Regions from separate parts of the Mus musculus genome. Here regions 1 and 3 are each linked to region 2. Evidence: chromatin contacts called from public HiCAR-type and Micro-C data. All regions are on one chromosome and are shown on one strand. The core of a region is the stretch at or near the end of the contact, and the rest is flanking DNA. Distances in the headings are between cores, read along the strand shown. Region 1 overlaps Gm33756 (a long non-coding RNA gene). Region 2 holds the start of Rab11fip2 (RAB11 family interacting protein 2 (class I)). Region 3 holds the start of Prlhr (prolactin releasing hormone receptor).

Evidence for each region. Hi-C and Micro-C count contacts between places; a contact is called where the count stands out from the background. HiCAR-type assays count read pairs that join an accessible place to other places.
Region 1: a Micro-C map of the G1E-ER4 cell line shows a contact between it and region 2. The contact joins the enhancer-like site here to the promoter of Rab11fip2 in region 2. A contact is called at or near these places in 9 of 39 promoter capture datasets (the 3T3-L1 cell line, the C10 cell line, the HPC-7 cell line and 6 more), 9 of 484 Hi-C or Micro-C datasets (CD4 T cells, CD8 T cells, the G1E-ER4 cell line and 3 more), 9 of 115 datasets of contacts at active chromatin or transcription factors (the 230-238 cell line, astrocytes, embryonic stem cells and 5 more) and 2 of 9 other capture datasets (adipose tissue and liver).
Region 3: a contact with region 2 is called in a HiCAR-type map of astrocytes, with 2.0 times the contacts expected there. The contact joins the promoter of Prlhr here to the promoter of Rab11fip2 in region 2. A contact is called at or near these places in 3 of 39 promoter capture datasets (the 3T3-L1 cell line, hippocampal neurons and stem cell-derived epiblast-like cells) and 1 of 115 datasets of contacts at active chromatin or transcription factors (astrocytes).

What each region holds. Positions count from the first base shown.
Region 1 is chr19:59,390,482-59,394,168 of GRCm38.p6, reverse strand. All of the region lies in intron 2 of Gm33756 (a long non-coding RNA gene), which reads right to left. Among named protein-coding and RNA genes, the nearest start is that of Gm33756, 2.9 kb to the right of the region's middle. Within about 2 kb of position 2,053, at least 1 of the 459 cell types and tissues checked has an H3K27ac peak or open chromatin away from gene starts, as enhancers often do. A contact at or near this core is called in the G1E-ER4 cell line, where this site is marked.
Region 2 is chr19:59,941,097-59,944,810 of GRCm38.p6, reverse strand. Rab11fip2 (RAB11 family interacting protein 2 (class I)) reads left to right here and starts at 1,447. Exons shown (of 6, transcript NM_001033172.3): 1 at 1,447-2,163. The coding sequence starts at 1,811.
Region 3 is chr19:60,466,211-60,469,663 of GRCm38.p6, reverse strand. Prlhr (prolactin releasing hormone receptor) reads left to right here and starts at 1,360. Exons shown (of 1, transcript NM_201615.2): 1 at 1,360-2,931. The coding sequence starts at 1,538. The coding sequence ends at 2,650.

The sequences.
Region 1 (3,687 bases), core at 804-3,303, 550 kb after region 2:
AGCAAAGGGGGTGGGGGAGGCGAGTGCCTAGAGACATGGGGTTCTTTGTGTCACTTCTTGTCCTGCATTCTGCATTCAGCCAGCTCAGCTGGTCGCTTCATCAATGCAAGATCAATGGTGGCCAAGTCACAGCTGTAAACACCACCTCATTCAAGGTCAATTAGAGAGCAATGAGGTGTTTTGTGAATGGGAGGGGAAATGCTAGGGGCTTTTATCATACAGTGCTCAGTAACTGTTGAGAGGCCCTATCCTGTGGATCTGCCCTGCTAAGGCACAGTTGGTCAAACGAGTAGAAAATGGCTGTTTGAGTTGAAAATCACCAGTCGCCACAACAGCCAAGATTATCTAATTTCAGGACCACAACTAGAAACTCTCTTTTTCCCTCCATGCCATCCTGTCTATCTGTCTGTCCAGTTCTCCATTCATTTTTGTTATTGTTGTTGTTTGGGATTGGGTTTTTAGACACAGGGTGTCCTAGAGGTATCTCACTATGTAGACCAGGCTAGCATTAAACTCACAGAGACCTGCCTCTGCCTCCCAAGTGCTGGAATTAAAGGTGTGCACCACTATGCCTGGGGTTTCTCCATCCATTTTACCATCTCCATTTATCCTTCCATTGATTGCACACATCTACCTATCCATCTCATCCATCCATCATATCGATTTCTCTATTGGTTCTATCCATTCAACCCATTCCATCCCATCTATCTATCTATCTATCTATCTATCTATCATGTATGTATGTATGTATGTATGTATCATGTATGTATGTATGTGTCTATGTATCTATCATGTATGTATGTATGTATCTATCTATCATGTATATATGTATGTATGTATCTATCTATCTATCTATCTATCTATCTATCTATCTATCATCTGACCTAGTCCATCTGTTCATCCACCCAGCAATACCAGTTGAGCCCATCTTCAACTGTCTAAGCAAGTCCTCTCCTCTTGGAGTTGGGGGTAGGAAGGGTAAGTACACATACTTGAATCTGTGGCAGGGCTGCCATCAGCAGGGGAGGGCAGCCTGGGAGGAGACTGTACACCTAGCCTCCAACTTCTGGGGACAGTGCAGTCCCCACTCAGTGCTCTGATTAAAGCATTAACTTAAACAGATTCCAGACATGGGCCAAGTGCTTTCTGTGGACTCTCCTACTTAACTCTTTTTGGAAACAGGCTTTCTTCTGTCTTCCCCCAGTGAGTCAGGGACCCACATGCCCCAAGAGAAGCCAGGAGATCAGTTGATCTCTTTGTATGTGAGCAACAAGCAAGGGCACAACTATTGAAGGACTCTTATTTGTATATGGCCACTGTTCAGAAGAGGCTGTCGGACAGAGAGCCATCATGACAGAACCTTCCATATCCATCCAGCAGCTGTTTCCAGGTGGTAGAGGAAATCAGACTACATGCTAGGCTTGGACTTGGAGACCCAAGTTCAAATCCTGTGGCTACCACCACCCTCTGTCCTCTGATGAGCCTAGAACTTACTGAGCCCCTATTTCTTGACCTGTAATATGCCATGGTGCCCTGGATTTTTTAAAGGGAGCTTGTAGAAAGTTAGCACACTTCTGGCTTAGAATGGTAGGTAAACTAGACTTGGGAGCTGAGAGACCTACAAGAGACTGGAGAGTATTAGAGAGTCATAAAGCTTCTGACCTGGGGAGGGGACTGGTCCTGAGAATGGCTAAGGCATTGAGCTGTTAAGATCAGGAACTTGGCTACAATCTAGACACATGAAGACAAGTGTATTTTGGGGGCGGGAGGGGGGGCGGGGAGGAGCCAGGGCCAGCATGGGATGTTCAGGGAGTGGTGCAAACAAAGATGGAGCATTAGAAACTTCCAGTTGAAAAGATCGATGGGTAACCGAGCATATCAGGAGGCATCTAGTTTTGGGGCCTGCAGGAGTCCTCACAGCTACAGCAGCAGAAGTGAGAAGCATGCCAGAGCTCCTGGAGAAGGGAGCACACTTCCTCTTCAGAGAGAAACTCCTCTGCTCCTCGGATGGATCTGGAAGGACCCCTGTCATTGACTCTGCCCCACACAACAGGTCCCAGTGGGAGCACTGGGCCAGCACAAGGCACAGGGCACTCAGAATCCTCTCTCTGTACTTTTCATTTGGAGGTGGGGGGAGGGGCTTTGTCTTTGTTTTGTTTTCTGTTTGGTTTTTGCTGTTGCTGTTGCTGTTGTTGTTGTTCTTTATTTGTTTGATAGAGGGATAGGGTCTCTCTTCGTAGCCCTGGCTGTGCTGGAACCTGCTCTGTAGACCAGGTTGGTCTCAAACTCACAGAGATCTACCTGCCCCTGGCTTTATCCCCAGATGAAGTCCTTCCCAAGATGCTGCCAGGTACAACACCTCCTATGGCAGGAAGAAGCTGATTGGGCAGACAGCAAAACTGAGACAAGCAAGGATGAGGAGATGAAGGCCTCTCTTCAGAGCCTCTATAACTATAGCTCTCCTTTTAACAATACAGGAAAAACTTGGGCAGGGGAGTACAAGAAGGCGGCAGGGGGGAACATCCCCGAATCTACTTTATGTTTCTGTTGCCTGAAAAAACTCTGACACAGGGAAGATGACTATGAGTGTCTATAGAAATGACGTCACCATCAAGGACATTCAAAATCATAAACTATGACCATAAACTAGAGGCACATACCTGCAATCCCAGCACTCAGGAGGCATATGCAGGAGGATTGTGAGTTTAAGATAATCCTCGGCTACAGTTAGTTTGAGACTAACCTGTGTTACATGATACCTTAAAAAAGAAGGAGGAGAAGGAGGAGGAGGAGGGGAGGGGGAGGAGGAAGAGGAGGAAGAAGAGGAGGAGGAGGAAGAGGAGGAGGAGGAGGAGGAGGAGGAGAAGAAGAAGAAGAAGAAGAAGAAGAAGAAGAAGAAGAAGAAGAAGAAGAAGAAGAAGAAGAAGAAGAAGAAGAAGAAGAAGAAGAAGAAGAAGAAGGAAAAGAAAGTAAAGAGCGAGAGAGGAAGAGGGAGGAAGGAAGGGGAGGAAGGGAGAGGGAAGACAAGGAAAGCCTGTGCTTACTTGGGTCTAGGATGTTTGTGATCTTCAAGCTTAACTACATCAGTGTTCCTTCCTCATCCTAAGGAATGAGGGGTTAATCCCAAACTGCTGATAAGTCACTTCAAGGCCACAGGAAGCCCCCCAACTCCTCTCTGAGGAAAGGAGGTGCCACAGGCCCATCTCTCACTGCTTTTGAACTTTGGCTAGTGGACAGCCACAGGCATGTTCTGCAGGCACCAGGTTGTATCATCAGAGAGGCCATGCAGTGAGAAGATGATGGCGTGGGAAGTCAGCTGCCTCCTGCAGAGGTAGAGCCTTGACAGGAGATGAGAGAGATGCACCACTCTCTTTACCACTAAGCATTTTTAAGTAGCCCCACTTTGAAATCAGGTAATGTGCTTGCTGCTTAAGCATGAGGCACTGAGTCAGTATCCCCAGCTCCGATGTAAAAACAGAACAAACACCCCCCCCAAAAAAAAAGGTGTGGAGGTGCACACTGTAATCCCAGTGACTGAAGGCAGAGACAGGAAGATTCGTGAAGCTTCTAAAACAGCTAGTCTAGCCAAATCGGGGAGGTTCTGTTTCAGTGTAAGGCTCTTGTCTAGAAAAAGAAGGAGGAGGAGAAGGAGGAAGAGGAAAAGGAGGAGGAGGAAGAGGAGGGGGA
Region 2 (3,714 bases), core at 198-2,697:
ACAGAAGTTCTAAAACTTGCCCGATAATAATAAACCCAATACCTTACAGTTTATGACCATTTTAAGTTGGATAAAGCACATTCCTATCTATCATATTTATTCTCAAAATTAGTCCCATAAAGGGAGAAAAGCATTTAGTCAGTCAACAGATTGGTTAGCATGTCTGTTTAATGCTTAGTTCTCTAAAGTCCTTCAGGGATGTCTAATCTTTTGACATTGCTTGGAGAGCTGTTGTCTGTCTGCAAAGTTCTCCCTGAAGAAAAGCACAATGCAGTTAAATACTCTCATAGCATTTAAGGTTGGGTTTGGCCTCATTCATAGCTATTGTTGGCCGCAGGTTGGATGTGCTGCCAGGAAGTGCAGTCCAAAGAGCTTCAGAATTTTCCTAGGCAGACATGGACAGAAATAAAGTCAACAGAGGTAGTATGCATCTCCTGAGACTGAAAAGCAGAGACAGTACTCCTGTCCTCTCTGGCCATGAAGTTGGGGTTTGGATTCCTGGAGGACTTGACAGTGAGCGCTCAGGGAATGCTTTTGACTTGGACGCCATACACACAACTTAGAAAGGGGGAAAAAAGACTAAATAGTTCCGTAGAATTATGGTGGCAGGCATGGGGGCCTGGTCTTCTGACGCCATCCCAAAGCGTCTATGATCTTTATTAAGCAAGGGAATCTTTATTAAGCAAGAGAATCTTTATTAAGCTTTGGAATCTATCTGCATCCTTTGCTTTTGGTCTGTGCTCAGGAGGAGGTCCCTTTAGTCAGTTGAAGGTTTCCTCTTCAAGACGATGGAGAACGGTTGGACGAAGTCTGAACTGTCACTCAAGAAGAACTACCACCATTAAAGGACACCAGCGCCCAGCTAGGACTGAACACACAGCTGGAACAGATTTCTGCCTTCCAAGATGGAAACCGGTTCTCTCCCAATAGCGGGCGGTGTATAGGGCCCAGTGCCGCCTCCCAGAACCCCTTGTCGGCCTCTGCGGGCTCACAGTTCCCCAGCCCGCTGCAACCGACAGGTTGGAACCTCAGCACCCACCGTCCAGCGCGCGCATCCCAGCCTCCGCGTCCCGCACCGCGCGCCCCGTCGTCAAGGCAACCAGGGAGGCGCTGACCCCCAACCCCGCCCGGCCCCGCCCCTCGCGCAGCCCCACTCAACATGGAGACGGCCAACCCGGAAGTGGCGCGGCCGCCGCGCGCCGGGCGCTAGGAGCCGCGGGTTGCTGGCCAGGCCTCACCCGGTGACACCGCCCGGCCTCGGTTTGCCACCCGCGCTCCGCGTCCCTCCGACACCGGTCCAGGTCGGCCGCTTCCGCCCCGCTCGCCCAGGCCTGCGCCACTCTTGGGGGGGAGGAGCCGAGGCGAGGCCGCGCGGGCGGGCGGAGGGAGCCAGGCCCCACGGCCGTCGACGGTTCGTATCAGCCGGGTCGGAGGAGGAGCCGGGCCGCGCGGGGCGGAGGCCGGGCCCTAGGGGCGCAGGTTTCAGGATAGCGGCGAAGCGGGGCGCGGGGCTGCGCGCGGAGGCCCGGAAGGCGCGGAGGTGATGTGGGCCCCTGTGCTTCTACGGAAGAAAGGGACCCCAGCAGCGGCGGCGGCCTCCCTACCGGTCCTCCTGACAGCAGCCCTTAGGGACCTCGCGGCAGCCCTGACTGCCCAGCTCACTGAAGTGCTCTTAAGGATGCAGTGATCAGGGTACGGGGCTCTCCCCGCGGGAGGGGCTCTGCCTGCGCTTCTGAACTCTGCGCAGAGAAAACAAAACAACAACAACAAAAAACAAAACCGAAAAACAAAACAAAACAAAAAACCCAGAATGATGCTGTCTGAGCAAGCCCAAAAGTGGTTTCCAACCCACGTGCAGGTCACAGTGCTCCAAGCTAAAGATCTGAAGCCAAAAGGCAAAAGTGGTACCAATGACACATACACCATAATTCAGTTGGGCAAAGAGAAGTATTCTACATCTGTAGCAGAGAAAACCCTGGAGCCGGTCTGGAAGGAGGAGGCCTCCTTTGAGCTGCCTGGGTTGCTCATGCAGGGTAGTCCGGAGAAATACATTCTTTTTCTTATAGTGATGCACAGGTCCCTGGTGGGACTGGATAAGTTTTTAGGGCAGGTGGCAATCAATCTCAATGACATCTTTGAGGACAAACAAAGAAGGAAAACAGAGTAAGTTATATAATTTATTTTGAATTTTGGGTACTTAAAGATATATGGATTTACTGTTCTTGAACATAGTATATTTGAGGCATTGGTCTTTGGGATTGAAATAGGATCCAGTATTAAGCACTTCTCTTTGCATGACTTTGAAGGGAAATAGCCTTTACTCTGATTTTTTTTTTAATGGAGTGATTAGTAAACCATTTTTTTTTCTCATTTCTGTGTGAGGTTAAGAGCTCTTAGTGGAATATTTTGCACTGGGTTTTAATACTTTTTATAAGAGGCCTAGAGCATGAACTAGAAAACCAGAAAATTAAATATATGCGTACCATTAGGTCTATGTTTGTTGAGCACTGTTAAAAAAATAAATTACTAGTAAAGGGTGTCAAAAGATAAGTTACTAGGTTTAGAACTCTTTATTTCAGCATTGGAAACAGTTGGCCTTATTTTTGCTCCACCAGTTTTCAGGGTCAGTACTTCTTGATAGGGTAGAAAGTTGTTAAAAGAACAAAAGTTTTGGAAGTCTGCACAGACATCTTCAGTCTTGAGCCCACTGACATTTTCCCTTTGAATTTACAGTATAGTGGAGCTATTGTTTACTGAAGAATTAGTTCAGCAAAGCTGTTGTGTAAGATCAGAGACAGTGATTACAGTCTTGTGATGCAGTGATTTAATGACTTCTTCGATGAAAACATGGCTTTTGAAATTGAACTTTCTAGCCTAAGTTAGATATACTTAATTTAAGAAATCAAAATTCAAATCAACACTAGGATGTTATGTGCTAAGTTGAAACAAGTAGCATCTTTGGAAAGGTAGGTCTGCTGTCCTGCTTTTAGCTTACATGCTTGTACACGCTTACCTTACACGCAGAGCTTGTAATGGGCCTGAAGGCTCATTGAGATGGCTGGAGTTTGTGAAAAGAGGGCTGAGGGAACTCATCAGAGGACTGCACTTTTCCCAAGTAGCTTAAAAAAAAAAAAGAACAAAACCCAGTCCTGATGCATGTTCATCTACCTACCCTTTAGAGCACTATTTTTGCAATGATAACTTTAAGCTCACATTAATTTCTTACAAGTATAGTGATCTTTTATCTGTCTTTATTTCCTTTGTAAAACCTGCCAGCAAACTTCATTTAATAAGAATTGTTTTTGTTTTGAATAAAGTCTTTACCTAAGATTTAGTGTATGTAAGAAAAAATACTAGAAATGCAAGAAGAAAAAAAATAGGTAAATATTCAATGAGGATGGGGGGAGGAGAAGAAGTTTAAGTTGTATATTTAATGATTTTTAAATTTCCTGATACTTAATAGCATGTTATTTCTTCTGAGGGATTCTTCATCAGATTTAAAATGAAAAAATGAATAATAACCAAATAATTTGTCCCAAATTGTCACTATGAAATGATCTAGTGTATACCCTTTAAAGTGTTTTGACTGTGAGGTTTTGAGCATCTACAGTTTCAAAATTTTTTGCCGTGCTTTAAAAAGTGCTTTTAATATTAATGGTAATATACTGCAGACCACTCGAACGTAAATTCCCAAATTTAAGTAGGCCCAAGTGT
Region 3 (3,453 bases), core at 111-2,610, 520 kb before region 2:
GAGGACTAGACATTGAAACTCAGCCTCCTTCAGAAGCCCTGGCTTCTGAACAGGGTGGTTACAAAGCCCCTTTCCTGACAGACCTCTCACTGTGCAGCTTAACTTATATTTCAGTGACAACTTCATGCTACTAAAGATCTTATGAAACTTAACCTTTTCAAATGTCACCTTTGTTATTCTTTCTGAAACCCTGCAACCGCTAGTACGTAAAAAAGAAAAAAATATCTAAACCGACATAGGAAGGGCTTTTATTCTAGGAGGACAAGAAAGTCAGGAACTCAACAATCTCTGCTAGGACAGGTGGCGCCTTGGGTTGCTGTAGCGACAAAGAGAAATGAGCAAAGAGTGGCAGGGTTCAGATATTGGGGTGAATTTATAGAGCACAAACTGGCCTGATGGCTGCGTTTTTCTGAGCTAGGGAGGTAAATGATGGCACGGTCCCTGGTGATGATCCATATCGGAGCCAAAGTCACCCTTCAATCTCCATCCTGCACTTCTTTTTTTTTTTTTGCTCCAGGGAGCAAGCCTCAGATCCACAGAGCTGCAGTAATTTCGATTGTCGCGAGCCCCCTTGCGCCGTACCCACACAGCACTGGGGAGCTGCCCGTGGTGCTGATTTTTTCCCTTTGAGAGGAAACTCTGGCCACCACACCTGCAAAAGGCTCAAAGGATACACTGGAGTGCTAGAGCCCTAAAATCCCTGACCAGCGACAGGTGCAGCATAACAAAGCTCTGCTAGACCCCAAACTCTAGCGACTCTGTCAGCTGCAGTTGGAGCTCTGCAGGATCTGGAGCTGTCCTGTGAGGACTTCCCTTCACTCCCTAGTTTATCTACATTTCCCTATTTCCAAATCCTCTCAGCCTTTGGAGACTACACCTGGTGGACATCACAAATTGGCGCTTCCCGCACCTCCTCTGTCATCCCCTGGGACACGCCCCTCTGGAACAGCTTCTCCAGGGGCACTGCACACTTCCGAAGTGGAGATCACCCTGGAGCGTGGGGCCCAGGTTCCTGGCCCCACCCCCTTTCTTGCTTATTCCTACTACACATGCTGCTCCTCTTAAGCACAGAGTTGGGCAGTAAGCTCCGCCCCCATCTTCCATTGAAGGGAGAGCTGAAGTCAGGAAGAGGTGGAGGGGAGGAGCTCCCAGACCCCTCACAAGCTGCTGACCCACTGGGAACTACTGAATCCGTTAGTAGAAGAGAGCAACCCGAGCGAGCGTCCATTGTTGGCTGAGGACCCCTGAGGAACAGCAGGCGGTCTGCTCCCGCCTTTGAGAGCCTTTTCCCGCCAGCCAAGCCTGCTCACAGGTAGGGCCAGCTCCCCGGTCTGCCTTCCGGGGACCGCGAGAGCTATCCACGAATAGGAGCTGTTTAAAGAACCTGTGTTAGGCTTATTTTTATAGAACTGGAAGGACAACATTCATTGCGCTTGATGTTCTGGGTCTTGTGTCCAAGAGAGGAGTTGGGTGGTGGGAAAAGGTACACGAGGGAAGATGGAAAGTGACAACTTTGATTACCTTTGAACAGGTAGCCATGACCTCACTGTCCACTGAGACCACTGGAGACCCCGATTTGTCTTCTGGGCTGTTGCCAGCTAGCTCGACTCCAGCCAACCAGAGCGCAGAGGCCTCGGAGGGCAACCTGTCTGCAACGGTTCCCCGAGCTGCAGCAGTCACGCCGTTCCAGAGCCTGCAGCTGGTGCACCAGCTGAAGGGGTTGATCGTGATGCTGTACAGCATCGTGGTGGTCGTGGGTCTGGTGGGCAACTGCCTGCTTGTGCTGGTGATCGCGCGCGTGCGCCGGCTGCACAACGTGACCAACTTCCTCATTGGCAACCTGGCCTTGTCCGACGTGCTCATGTGTGCCGCCTGTGTGCCTCTCACGCTAGCTTATGCCTTTGAACCTCGGGGCTGGGTGTTCGGTGGAGGCCTGTGTCATCTGGTTTTCTTCCTGCAGCCGGTCACCGTCTATGTATCGGTGTTCACACTCACCACAATCGCCTTGGACCGCTATGTGGTTCTGGTGCACCCGCTACGTCGGCGCATTTCACTGAGGCTCAGCGCCTACGCGGTGCTGGGCATCTGGGCTCTATCTGCAGTGCTGGCGCTGCCGGCCGCGGTGCACACCTACCATGTGGAGCTCAAGCCCCACGACGTGAGCCTCTGCGAGGAGTTCTGGGGCTCGCAGGAGCGCCAACGCCAGATCTACGCCTGGGGGCTGCTTCTGGGCACCTATTTGCTCCCCCTGCTGGCCATCCTCCTGTCTTACGTACGGGTGTCAGTGAAGCTGAGGAACCGCGTGGTGCCTGGCAGCGTGACCCAGAGTCAAGCTGACTGGGACCGAGCGCGTCGCCGCCGCACTTTCTGTCTGCTGGTGGTGGTGGTGGTAGTGTTCGCGGTCTGCTGGCTGCCGCTGCACATTTTCAACCTATTGCGAGACCTGGACCCGCGTGCCATCGACCCCTACGCCTTCGGGCTGGTGCAGCTACTCTGCCACTGGCTTGCTATGAGCTCCGCCTGCTACAACCCCTTCATCTATGCATGGCTGCACGACAGCTTTCGAGAGGAGCTGCGCAAGATGCTGCTGTCCTGGCCCCGCAAGATTGTGCCTCATGGCCAGAACATGACTGTCAGCGTGGTCATCTGATGTCGCTCTGCCAGGTCCGAGCTGGGGAAATTCATATCCCTTAGCCCCAGAGGTCGTCGTGAGATCTTATTCCCAGCACCAAAGTTAAGCCAACACATGCGAATTCCCACCCAGCCCTTTTGATTTGTCTGGTTTTTGTGTTTCTGTGAAATGTTAGGTGGGCTTTGGAGCAGAAGAGCCTGGGGAGAGAGAGAGAAGCAGATTTATCAGGTCTACCCCTGAAAGCAAAACAGCTATTTTTCTGGGTTCAGAAAAATAAATCAGTAGCAGGTCTTTCTTTCTCTCTTTCTTTCTTTCTTTCTTTCTTTCTTTCTTTCTTTCTTTCTTTCTTTCTTTCTTTCTTTTTTTCTTTGCGTACACTGTGGGTGGAATTTAAATGTGGTGTTGGAGTTGGTGAAGATTTTCACTTTACCTTTTTAAAAGGCCCCAGCTGAGATATAATGACTGTTTTGTCTACCTGAGCCTTGGATTCACTTTGATTTCAGATCATACTATGATCCCAAATCAATATCCAGGTTTTTAACATTTCCTGAGTAAGATCTTTATGTTCCAAAAAGATTTTCATTTTAAAATCATTTGGATTTATAGAACAAATCCAGTTTCAGGTTACATTTCAGGAGGTGTTATTCTTGTCTTCTTTCCAACTCCTCAGCTACCATATTGAAAGGATAAAGGAAGCAGGTCAGTAAGTAGACAGCTCACCTAGCCCTGGGTTCAAGTCTTGCACAACAGGGTGTGCATGTCTGTGAGCCCATGACCCAAGAAATGGAGGAAAAGGGATCAGTTCATGATCATCCTGGGCT